Linked DNA regions of Zea mays: region 1 is linked to region 2. A link is a contact called in public Hi-C data. All regions are on one chromosome and are shown on one strand. The core of a region is the stretch at or near the end of the contact, and the rest is flanking DNA. Distances in the headings are between cores, read along the strand shown.

Evidence for each region. A called contact is a pair of places that touch in the nucleus more often than the background predicts.
Region 1: a contact with region 2 is called in a Hi-C map of leaf, with 7 times the contacts expected there. The contact joins the promoter of LOC100273176 here to the promoter of LOC100217127 in region 2. A contact is called at or near these places in 2 of 25 Hi-C or Micro-C datasets (endosperm and leaf).

The regions. Positions count from the first base shown.
Region 1 is chr7:179,329,400-179,335,922 of Zm-B73-REFERENCE-NAM-5.0, forward strand. LOC100273176 reads left to right here and starts at 2,178. Exons shown (of 2, transcript NM_001147621.1): 1 at 2,178-2,398; 2 at 3,965-5,667. The coding sequence starts at 2,345. The coding sequence ends at 5,425.
Region 2 is chr7:179,121,542-179,128,318 of Zm-B73-REFERENCE-NAM-5.0, forward strand. It overlaps LOC100217127 (Tetratricopeptide repeat (TPR)-like superfamily protein), which reads right to left and starts at 3,202. Exons shown (of 7, transcript NM_001350710.1): 1 at 1,765-3,202; 2 at 541-866; 3 at 270-454; 4 at 2-172. The coding sequence starts at 2,972.

The DNA of each region.
Region 1 (6,523 bases), core at 928-3,427, 210 kb after region 2:
ACCTCCAAGTTAAGCGTGCTTGGCTTGGAGCAATTTGGGATCGGTGACCGACCGAGAAGTTTTCTCGGGTGCGCATGAGTGAGGACAAAGTGCGCACAAAAGACTCGTGTTGGTCTGTGGGGACAATATATGATCCTAGAGAGCTGCCAGGAGTAAGTACCGCCGGTCCAGGGATTAGACGGGGTGTTACAAGATGCCACAACCTCCACCTCAGCATGGACAATACTGGTAGCCATCTTCAGGTTCATTTGATCCCTACTTCCAGCAGTTGCAGCATGGGTTCTAGACCCACTAGATGGTCAATTCCAGGCTCTACAACATCATATGGGTGGTCGTTTTCAGTCTATGCAGACTCAAGTGGATGCATAGTTTAGGGAGACGTTGGAGGCTACTGATGATCGCTTTGATGACATGAACTCAGAATTATGTGAACTTTGTAGTCACATCCAAGAGCATGTCCATGCCCCATCATGACTCGATGAACAACATGCAATAGAGTTTGGGATTGGAAAAAAATAAGAAATTTTTTGATTTGTTTGAGATTTAAACTCATCCAATACCCTCCAATCCACATGGGTTAAGATGAAAATGGATAAGCTATTATTTTTAATTTTTCCTGATCCGCTCTAATTCATGTGTAATAAGAATAACCGAACAATCCCAATGGAGGAATTTCCCACGGGGAATCGGGATAGGAGCCATTGTCATCTTTAGGGCCTGTTTGTTTACCCCCCAGATTATATAATCTGGATTAAATAATCCTAAGAGGCAAACAAACAGTCCAGCTTATTTGTCGAGATTATATAATCTAACCCCTTGGATTATGATAATCCATAAGCAAGTGAGGAGGTGCTTATTTCAGATTATTTTTCCCCACTTCCCCCACTACCCTTTCAAGTTTCCTAGAAATTACCCACCATTGCCATTATAATCCACCGAATCGTTTTTGCGAGCCCGCCGCCCAACAGAAACACGCCGCCCAGCCCCCACCCTCCGCGCGATCCCGCCCCCCGCCATGTGCAGCCGGAACGACGGGAAGCGGTGGCGCTGCAAGAAGGCGGCCGTGCCGGGGTACCTGTTCTGCGACCACCACATCGCGTGGTCCACACGCAAGCGCAAGCCAAATGTTGTTTGTAGCTTGATTTGTAGCTTGATGTAGATGTGAATGAGGATGAGGAGGAGGACGAGGCTTTTGTAGCTGCGCGAGATCGAGGCCAAATGTTGAAAAGAGTTGGATCTATGCTCGATGCATTTGGTACGTATTATGGTGAAACTTTTCTTAACAAGTCAGTGAGAAGAAAACCTAGTTCAACTGGCTATGATTGGGTGATGACAACAATTAGTAATCCAAACAATTGCTATGATATGTTTCGGATGAGTAGACCTCTTATTGAAAAGTTGCATGACTTGTTGATTTCATCATATGGACTGAATTCTGTTACACCTACCCAGTTATCCTATGGCCAAACAATCCAAAATAATACATGCATGTATGGCTCTTCATAATTTTATTCGTGACAGTTCTTTGGCAGATAAAGAATTTGACCGTTGTGATGAAGATGAAGATTATATGTCAATGCCATCATCTCAGCCTAGTACTAGTCAATTTGGGGATGAAGAAGGTGACATGAATGCCTTCCGTGATAATATTGCTAATGCAATATTTGCCAATGTCAATTGATTTTTTTTTCAAATTATTTATGTAATAAATTATGAATACTCAGAAACGTTTGTTACATTGTTCATCTCATATATGAGTTTCAACCTAGTACAAATATAGAGGGCATTCTTGTCTTTCTCGTACAAAAGAATCTTATTAACAACTCAAATAATCTGGGTAAACAAACAGAACTACTCAGATTATATAATCCAGATTATATAATCCTCCAAAAATAATTCAGATTATATAATCCATAGGGGTAAACAAACATGCCCTTAATCACGGATGTGAATTTAGCGTGAGATTAGGTGACTACTGCGAGTCGTTTGTGATAAGTCTTATCTATTTCCGGTGGAAGATTGTGTTTTAGAGAAGTAAACAAGAGACCGAGATAGAGATTTCACAAAATTAGACCATTAGCTTTTGAACCGCCTAGATCCTTTATTCCCCCCAAATAAAATGAACGCCGATCTGCTCCTCGGTCCAGGCCCAATAACGCGGCGTGGTATCGCTTTCGCGTCTGCGTGCGTGCGTGTGCAGGCAGGCAGGCGGCTGGCCTCCGTCCGCGCATCCTCTTCTGGCGAGGAGCTCCCCCACGCAGCCGCTGCTCTCTCCACGTCCTCTGTTCCTTCCCCTCCCCGATCTCCCCCAATCCGACCAAACCGGCAGAGCCGGGGGGCGGCGATGGCGCTGCGACGGGCGCTCCTCAGATCGGCAGAGATCTCTTTCGAACGCAAGGTCCGACACCCCCCCCCCCCCCCCCCCTTCTCCGTATCCTTGACATTTTGTTCGGTTGGATCCAGTAGCCGGGAGATTCGGAATCCCGCGCGCGAGTTGGGCCTAGCCAGCTGGCGTCGTAGCCGCACTCTGGGAGGCATGTGGGTTCGAGCCGCGGAGGGTAGGGGTAGGGGCGGGTTTCAGTTGTTGGCCTGTTGCTGTATTTCGCGTGGTGATGGAATTTAATCTCTTCCGGCGCGACGGCATGTTAGATTGACAATGTTTGGAAATGGGTGAAAAACTGAGACAGGGGCAGGGTTTCGACTTTCGAGGGGAGATGCGCTTGGAGTGCAACAGTGCACCCCTCCACTCTTTCTGCATGATTAATATGTACCTGTTGTAAGAGTTGTTTCCACTGGAACATGCGAGGTTCAATTGTGAACTGAGAGTCTGAACCTGAACATGCTATTCTTGTGGACAGCATCATTGAAGAAAATCTATACTAATGCTGCTCTTGATCCAAAATCCAAACGAGGGACAAACTTTGTTCTTCTAGCTATGCTTATGTCCTGTGGGTGCATTCCATTGTTAATTGCTACTTTTTGTTTGATTCGGTAAACGTGGTCAGGTATTCAGTAATAGGGAACAAAAGGGACTTCGTATAATTTTTTTTTTTGTGTGTAGACCTTTCGGAATTTGAACATGGTGTTTAGGTGAATTTGAACATGGTGTTTCTGCATCCTTGGATAGGCCACTGGATTTTTGCAGCAAATAACTTTCACCATCTTAAATACTCCACCTATTTTATTCTTGGTATTTCATTCATAACTCTGGGCTATGTCTCAAATAGTCATGTAGCAGATAATGAAGGTTTCCTCTTATCACTCTTATGTGACTAGTAGGATAATCTGAATTGCTTACTTGCTACTGGCTGAGCAGAGTTTTGTATTTGTGGACTAGATTTTAAATATTGTTGAATTGGTTGTCAGGCCTTTGTTGTTAGTTTGTCATCTGGTAGACTGATATGAAAGCTTTAAGCATATGGATTTTTTCAGATATGCTGTGACTTGCACATTCATTTCTTGTATGGAAATATGAACTGATCTGAGATCCTGAAACCATATCATTAATTTTACTGTTTTCTCCTGATTCATGTACAATCCTTATCTTCGTGTCATTCAGTAATTTTTCTGCTACAGCCAGATCTTGTAGAAAACTGTAAAAAAATTGGCTGTGATGTCCTAGTTCTTATCTAGTCACTGTCTCTTCTTTTTCCTTTTTTTCTTTATCAATTTACTCTGTGCTACTTGATATACTGGAGGCAACAGAGTCCATATAAATTCATTGCCATATGTTGATCATGGTATTTGAATCCTATCGATGAAAATTGAAATGTTAGTACCGCTTTACTCACTTGGGAATGAATCTTTCCACCTTTTGCTTCTGAATTTCTGATAGTCACTGCAGTAAACTAACTATGAATATATCAATTTATGAATAGTGTAAAAGCACTTTTTCCTAACAATATGTTATTTCCCAGACTACTATGATTCGTTGGCATGCCCCTCACTTTTAACTTTCTTTCAGGCTGCAATTGAGTACATTCATTCTTTATCAAGGGCACAGCCTGCTCGTTCTCTCAATGGTGCTGGCCTTTGTCCTGCTAGTAGATCACTTAGCACCCAGGCCGCCACTACGTCAAGCACACCACAACCTCCGCCTCCCCCACCCCCTCCAGAGAAGACTCACTTTGGTGGCCTCAAAGACGAGGATCGCATTTTCACCAACCTCTATGGTCTGCATGACCCTTTTCTGAAAGGCGCGATGAAGAGAGGTGACTGGTATAGGACCAAGGATTTGGTGATCAAGGGGGCAGACTGGATAGTTAATGAAATGAAGAAATCAGGTCTTCGGGGTCGTGGAGGTGCAGGTTTTCCTTCTGGTCTCAAATGGTCCTTTATGCCCAAGGTTTCAGATGGACGCCCTTCTTATCTTGTCGTTAATGCTGATGAGAGTGAGCCTGGAACTTGCAAAGATAGAGAAATCATGCGCCATGACCCCCACAAGCTTCTGGAAGGATGCCTTATTGCTGGAGTTGGAATGAGGGCATCAGCTGCTTACATCTACATTAGAGGTGAATACGTGAATGAGCGTCTCAACCTTGAGAAAGCTCGGCAGGAAGCGTATGCAGCTGGACTTCTGGGTAAGAATGCTTGTGGCTCTGGTTATGATTTTGATGTGCATATTCATTTTGGTGCTGGTGCGTACATCTGTGGTGAAGAGACCGCCCTACTAGAGAGCCTTGAAGGGAAGCAGGGCAAACCTAGGCTGAAGCCACCTTTCCCAGCCAATGCTGGGCTCTACGGCTGCCCCACAACTGTGACTAATGTAGAAACTGTGGCTGTATCCCCAACAATTCTTAGGCGCGGTCCAGAATGGTTTGCAAGCTTTGGGCGCAAGAACAACTCTGGAACCAAGCTCTATTGCATCTCAGGGCATGTGAACAAACCTTGCACCGTGGAAGAGGAAATGAGCATACCTCTGAAGGAGTTGCTCGAGAGGCACTGTGGAGGTGTGAGAGGGGGATGGGACAACCTGCTTGCGGTAATTCCTGGCGGTTCATCTGTTCCCCTTTTGCCAAAGCACATATGTGATGATGTGTTGATGGACTATGATGCACTGAAGGCTGTGCAATCTGGATTGGGTACCGCAGCTGTTATCGTGATGGACAAATCTACGGATGTCGTTGACGCGATTGCTAGGCTGTCCTACTTCTACAAGCATGAGAGTTGTGGGCAGTGCACGCCTTGCCGAGAGGGGACACCCTGGCTCTGGATGATCATGGAGAGGCTCAAGGTTGGTGACGCGAAGCTGGAGGAAATTGACATGCTTCATGAGGTCACGAAGCAAATCGAAGGGCATACTATCTGTGCGCTTGGGGATGCTGCGGCATGGCCTGTGCAGGGGCTTATCAGGCACTTCAGGCCAGAGTTGGAGCGGAGGATCCGCGAGCGAGCTGAAAGGGAGCTGTTGGCGGCTTCTGCATAATGTGTCAGCCATGTTGCCCCTGTACTAGTTTCCTGATTTCTTCCTACCGAAATAATACAAACTGATGGAGCTCCTTTCTGTGTAAGGAAATGTAGCCTTCCTGGTTTCTTTAAACCATCATTTATTTGATGCACTCAAGCAGCTGGTGAATTTTGATGGACTAGATAAACTTTCCAAAGTAGAAACAAACTCGAGGGTTGTACCGTGTATGCTACATAATATTATTGTGGATGTGTATGTCTACCTGCATGTGTCTTCAATGCTGAGCTATGTATGGTTTGGGCGTTTGGCTTGAATGATCCCCTAATTCGAGTTAGGTGTTTGAAATCTGTCCAGATCTGTGACTCACTTGCATCTACAGTGACCAGCGCCACCTGCGTGGTATCTGGCAACGTAGGTGGTGTACACCCTTCGGTCGCTAGGGCCATGTTCCTTGTTCTGTCGTTGGAGGATCTCAGGGTTGGTTGTGGCATCAACGTATATCATAGTGCTGTTGGCTGCAGCCTGTGCCCATCAGCTCGTACAGTGCACTGTATTAAGCTGTCAGTGCCAGACAGGCCACTGGGGTAGGGTTTAGCGGTCGATAAATAAAACTGAGTGGATTCTTGCCAGCAGGTATTTGAAAGCAAACTGCTCTGTGAGAAACAAGCTAGGCCCTGCTCGGTTAAATCTTAAGCTTCAACAGTTAAATCTTATTAGAAAAGAAAATGTTGAGGATGATGTAGAAAATAAAGATAGGACGTTAGTTTAGGGTGTAGTTTATTTAGGTCACTTTATGGTGTGTGTAATATTTTTGATAAAAATTTGTAAAATAGGACATTGTTGGAAAGTTTTTTTAATGAATTGATCACTATATTTTAAGATATAGCGCTGATTTAAGGGTAATGTTGGAGATATCGAGAGCTGCCATAGCATGTCTTGAAAAGGATTTTTTTTATTTTGCAAAAGAGTACGATGAATCATTTTTCTATGTAGTTGAAGCCATGAGTACGAGTTACTCGTTCCAATTCAGTTCAACTATTCAAGCACTTACCTTTCGGGCAACCACAACCAGGTGTGAGTGTGATGCAATGTGCAATGCCTTGAACCACAGAGAAC
Region 2 (6,777 bases), core at 1,952-4,451:
CCTGTTGGACAGCTTCATGGAAAAGCTCTCTTGCTCGCTCTAACTTGCTTCGCTTGTATCTATGTACAAACTTTGTAAGGTAGGTCACCCAGATGGCCTTAACGTGGGGATACTTGAATATTTTCACGCCCCTTTCATACACTTTAAATGCATCTTCGAAATACTTGTGCTCCTGTTGTGAGAGAACAGTAGCAGACAGAATATTAAAAGATACATTAAAAGATCCTATTTGAAACGTAAAACATGCTGAATTTGGAGAAAGATATTACCTCGAGGAGATATGCATAATTGAGAATTATCTGTGGAGTGGCAATTCGTAAATCCAATATTCTCTCATAAACCGCACGGGTAGAGTCTAAGGTTCCGAGGCTCTCCTCCAGATCAACATAAAAGCTCCACAGTTTCAAAGATTTGTGCACTTTCATTTGGACAGGCTCATCCCCCTCAGCAGCAGCTGCATCAATCATATTGTTAGCATGAATGTTCTGTAAAATACAGGAAAATTTAGAAATAACACAGATCTAACAGCATAAATTATACCCCGCCTCTTAACCTCAACAGAGGGTTCTGATGTTGCTTGCCTCATCAGTTCAATAGCCTTGTCAAAATTGTTGTGGCGCAACTCCATCTCTGCCCACTCACACCAGATACTAGCTAAATGGTCAACTGCCTTATAATTAACTTGAGTAGCCCGTTTGAAGATATCTTCAGCACTATCTAGACGACTGTGTTTCTCATACATCTTTGCAAATGCCACCCACAGAGTATGTGGTTTCCCAACTGCCTTCATTGGGTCTACAGTTTTCACGGCCTCAACATATGTCGCTACTTGCCTTGCAGGATCCTTTTCAAAGAGTTTCACCCTCCTGCACATATTGACATATTGTTGCATTGTTAGCCAATCCATCAAACCAGAACAAAAGGAAATGGTAATGTGAATTAGTAGCACACTACATGTTTACATCTCACGACATAATTATTTAAAGGAGATCTGAGCCACTTGCAATCACTAAAGAATCAGTAATTTTCCCAGCTATAGAGAAACTGTGACACTTACAACCACATGTCCATGCCTTAAAATACCCAATTAACTCATACAATAGCACTCTTTGTTCGAAATTATTGTCCACTTTAGTTTTGTATTAAATCAAAATTCTCTAAATTTGACAAAGTAAGTACTACAATTCCAAATAGATGCACTATCAAGACATATTTCATGGAGAATTGAACTGAACCAAATTGAATTTGGTTCAAGCTAAATTGAACTATAATTTGGGAACTGAGGGGATAAATGCACTATCAAGACATTTCATGGAGAATTGAACTGAACCAAATTGACTTCGGGCAAAGCTAAAGTGAACTATAAGTTGGGAACTGAGGGAGTTGATTTTACAGCATACTTAGTTTTGAAAAGAGGGAGCACAATGTTGCAAGTTTTGCGTGCTTGTAATTCTGTGGAATGGGTTGATTGGTTCATCACGAATTTTCCAATTAAGATTGATGTATCAAGTAGTAACCTACAATCCAGAAGATTGATATCCTAGCTTGTCTAAAATTCTGACAAACATCTTAATGAAAATTATTGGGTGGGTCGGGTGGGGGGTGGGGGCATGCATTCAAAGGGTGCCAGAAACTGAACAATCCCTCAGAAACATTAACAGTTGACTGTGATACACAATTGCTAGCTCAATCTGCACACATCCAGGTGATAAATCTGCCTAGACAGCACAACCAATAAAGTTCAGGTGTTATAGCAGATCACACCTGTGCCATTCCTCCACATTGTGTGGATTCTGTCGCAGCAGCACACTGCTAAGAAGCTCTGGTCTGCGATCCAACAGCCGCTCAAACCTTGCCATCCTCAAATCAGTATCATCCTCATCGTTCAACCAGAATTCATTGAGGAATTTCTTCGATAACTTATCCATCCCACTCTTCCTGCCCCCTCCCTCGTTCTCATCCTCAGCCCCTTCTTCCTCAGCAGCCTCAAGCTTTGCCGCAAGCATACTCTGCTCAAACTGTGTATATGCCTCAAACACCACACTGAACTCCTTGACGGTAACCACTGAAGAAACACCCTCCTCAAACACATCCCTAGCTTTTTCAAAAAGGCCTCTCCTGACATAGTAATCAGCCAGTGAGGTCCACAGCTTGCCGACCTCATCAGTGAACTTGCGTATCCCACCACGCAAGATGGCGTCCACCTTGAGGCCAGCAACCTCATCAGCGTGCTTGGTGAGGATCTCACAGAGCTCAAGCCAGAGCTGGTGCCTCGTTTTCCCCTTAACTGAGCGGAACCCGTCGTCGTTGAGCACAGAAGCTAGACGGTTGGCGGCCTCCTGCCAGTGGTTGGCTGATATGAGGAAATTGATGAAGTCCTCAGCGTGGGAGGGGTCAAATTGGAGGTATCGGCGGAAGACTCGGAGCGACGTCTCGACGGGGCAGGCCGGAAGCGAAGCGAGGCGAAGGTACAGCGGCCAGATGCGGTCATGCTGCGTGACGGGGAGCGCCCGGAGCGCGCGGTCGAAGGCGCGGCGCGCGCGCGTGAGCAGGCGCTGGTCGAGCAGCGAGGTGAGGTAGAGGACCCAGACGCGCGGCATCTTGTGCATGGTGGCCAGCGCCCGCTCGAATGTGTTGTTGAGGGAGGAGTAGGCCGGGTGGTCGATGGGGTGCGGGCGCGCGTGGTCGAGGCGGTCGCGGAGGTAGGCGTGCCAGAGCTTGTAGCTTCCCGGGAGCGCCTTGAGCGCGCGCTCGTAGATGACGGCGCGCTTGGCAAACGGCGCGGTCGCGCGGGCCACGAGGTAGCGCCACCACCCCTTGAGCTTGAAGGGCTCCCGCAGGATCTCCTCCTCGTACGGCAGGTCGTCCTCCGTTGGGTACAAGTCCGGCGAGATCCCGACGGCCAGGGACGGTGCGGACTTCACCGGCGCCGGCGCCGACGCCACGGCCACCGGACCCGACGCTGACGGCATCCTGACGCGGGGATTGGCCGAGCCTCGCTAGGGTTTAAGAGTCCGGCCTGGCGCGCTAGCAGGCGATGGAGGCGGGTAGGGCGCGAGGGGGAGACCGGCGACCGCCTTCTGGGGATTGTAAGCGGTGGAGAGGAGGGAGCGGGGCGGTGATTGGCGGCGCGGCGTCCTCGACGTCGACGCGATGGAGCGGGCGGCCCCAGTGGCGTCGCTGCTAGGTGGGCGTCTCGCAGGCGACAGTGGAGAGCATGGAGGTGGACTCTGCGGACCAGGCCCAAGCGGCGCGGGCTTGGAAGATGGAGGTGATTTGGGGAATTAACGAGGCCCGAGACCAAGCGCAGGTGGCCGGGTGGTTTTGGGCTCTTTTCGATCGATACTTCCGGCCGGCGTACTCTTTCTATTTCAAATTATCAAGTGCAAAATAGACATCTGATTTCCCACATCAAACAATCGATCTCGCTCATCCATTAGCCATCAAACAAAGACCAACACAATAACAAGTCAACTTATATGAATATACAAGGTCTAGGATAGATCTTCAATAAGGCAACCAATGTTGCAATGCAATCACGTAGAAAAACATACATGATTTATCTTAGGCCATGTTTATTTACTTTCAGGATTATATAATTTAACTTATTAAATATATAAGAACATATTGACCTGCTTATAGATTATTATAATCTAGATATCTAGATTACATAATCCACCTAATAAGGGTGTGTTTGTTTTCATCCTAGATTATTTAAATTGGACTGTGGTGGAAGGGTAGAATATCACTTTAGGACGACAAATAGACTAAAATAAGTTAGTATTAGATAGCTTATTTTAGCTTATTTGTGATCTCAAAGTGATATTTTACTATCCTACCATTCCACCATAATTCAACTTATATAATCTAGAAGGGAAACACATGTGTTGCTTATTTATCTCTCAACTTATTTAAGCTAGATTATGTACTTGTTTGGATTTACAAAACTAAAACAAAGTGAAAATTTTAGTCACCACTTGTTTGGAACAAGTGACTAAACAATCATTAATAACATTAAATGTTGTTCACTAATGCCATGGCGTAGCCAACAACCCAACACCACCCCTTGCTGCACAGTCGTCGAGGGCCTGGGACAGGGGCGGACCCAAGTAGGCCCGAGTGAGGGCACATGCTCCTGCTCATTTATTTGTTCTTAGTATTAGAGTCTAGATTGTCACCATAAAGTCCCCTGCTTAATCTAATTTAGATGTCCCCGCTTTGTTATTTTTGGTGTTTGTCCTTACAAATATGCCATCAGTCATATTTTATTTTGGTTCCACTCCTGGCCTCGGAGTGGGTTGCGTGAGGGGGAAGTCCGGAAGTGGAGAGGGGTAGAGCAGTAAAAGTAGAGACTTTAGTTAGTTTTAGCACCTCCTTGAAAGTTAAAGGAACTAAAATATTTTAGTCATTTTTAGCTCTTTGTGTTTGAAAGTTTAGCTTCTAAACTTACTAAATTTTAGTCACATTGTTTTAATGTTGTGGATCCAAACAGGTCTATTATATAATTTAGAGGGTAACAAACGGGCCATCTCCAACAGTAAAAGCTAGCACAACCTCTAAGCTAAATGAACATGGAGGAGATAGAAACTGCGTTAATTAGTCATGAACATCTTGTTGTGAGGGAGACGTATCGTGGAATATGTGTGACTATCTCTTGAGTATCTGCTAGCCTCTTGCCTATTGCACTACTCAATGGCTTAAAAACGTGATCCCTACCTCTAAGCTATAAATCATTGGATATACCTTTTGCAATGGCACAAAAGTTAAAATGTATTTCCTCCGATCTTTTTCATTCATTGTTTGCTAGTATAAAGTTAAACTATCCAGTCAGGGACGGACCTAGCCCAAAATCCGAGTGGGGGCCCAACTATTGAGTTGAGGCCTAAATAGAGGCTTATTAGCAAATAACCTTTCATAACTACAGTAATTAAGATAGAAAGTCCACTGTAATCAGAAATTTGAGTGGGGGCATGTGCCTCACTCGCCATAACGTCGATCCGTCGTTGTATCCAGCTATAAATAAAAAAGTGGTAATAGTACCCATTAGTCATCAGTGCATGGTTAAGACTATTGTTTTTAGATACTCAATAAATACACCGGTATTAGGTTATTTCCTTGAAGGTTATTCAATTTTGAATAAGAAGGTGATTCTAGCCTCTCCAACCTCCTCCAGTTTTGAGACTTCTAAACTAGCCTTGAGTGTAGATTTGGCTCTTGGCTTGGGTATCACGGTGCCAGCTCGATCAATATTAGTAGTTTCTTTGCATCTCGTGCAAATGAATGCTTCTGTTTGGGGTGATGATGCTGACCAGTTCAATCATCATCGGTCCCTTAAATAGAACGTTGATCTGACAGGTCTGCTCTCTCTTTGTCCCTCTTATATTTACACTTTTCTGTGTTTGGAGAAATTTCATGCATGGCTTGCAGATGTATTATTGAACAGCGTGTCGTTTGCAACAGCATTTTGAAGACTATATATCCATCACTTCATTATTGTTTGTATGCATATGGATCAGTCACACATTTGTTAGGCATTTACCATTTTTTGGCCTTTTTTGCAAAATTCTTGGTGATTATTCATTAACCTCTTACTTTGCTTCACTCGTAGCATCCATAATTGTCGGGTGCATGAACATGATACCTAAAATAAGGCATATAAAACCTTCTTGTCCACCAAAGTCTGCATGGCAGGACGACCAACTAGGTCCTGCCGAGCCAGTCCACGAGGCGGAGCAACCGATCAGGTCCCCGTCGAGCAAGTCTGCAAGGCGGAGCGACCGATCAGGTCCCTGACGAGTAAGTCCACGGGGTAGAGCGACCAACCAGGTCCCTACGAAGCAAATCCGCGAGGCAGAGTGACTGATCAGGTCCCTGCTGTAGGATCTAGGACACCGGCTAGAGGGGGGTGAATAGACGGTTTTGACTAAAATCAAAAATACTAAATAAATTTAGTCAATACAACAAGAGGAATAAATTTATTTAGTGACAATAAGTAAACAATGTATGAAAAACAACTATGGAGATTGAATACTTGAAGAACAATAAGCAAATCACTAATCAATTGCAAGGCAATAAGTAATGCGAGAAGGTATAGACACCGAAATTTATCCCGTGGTATCGGTGATTTGCCGATCACCCCTAATCCACGTTGAGGTGGAATTCAAGCTCTCACTTGCTCCTCTATCAAGACACGACTTGATCTTTGAGCCAAGTGGACAAGAAATCACTCAATACCTCGATTCCACTAATGTCACCTTTGCCGCTCCGGCGAGGTAGGCGCGAACCCCTCACAATCAACACCGCGGCTTCTCCACAATCTTCTTGGAGAGCTTGACGGAGACAATCACCCGAGCCGTCTAGGAGGCGGCAACCTCCAAGAGTAACAAGCCAATGACGCTTGCTCGGTGTACCACCTAGTGCCTCAAGAATTACCAAATGATGCAAATGCACTAGGAACCCTCAATCTCTCACTAGAATGCAATCTCAAGCAAAGAGTGTGAGAGAGTGAGTTGGAGGATCACAAATGAGCTCAATGTGTGCAAGGAATGGCCAAGAGAGTTCTCTCACACGAGCTACCCTTCTATTTATATCCCTCCATCAAAATCCAACCGTTATGTGCAAAAGGCAACAGTTCTGCGCACACGCGGACCGTCCGCGCCCTAGGGCCGGACGGTCCGCCGTACATATAACGGTTATAATGACCGTTTGAAACATGTCAGAGCTGACACAAAAGGTGGGTCCGGACAGTCCGCCCTTCAAGGTCGGACCGTCCGCGAC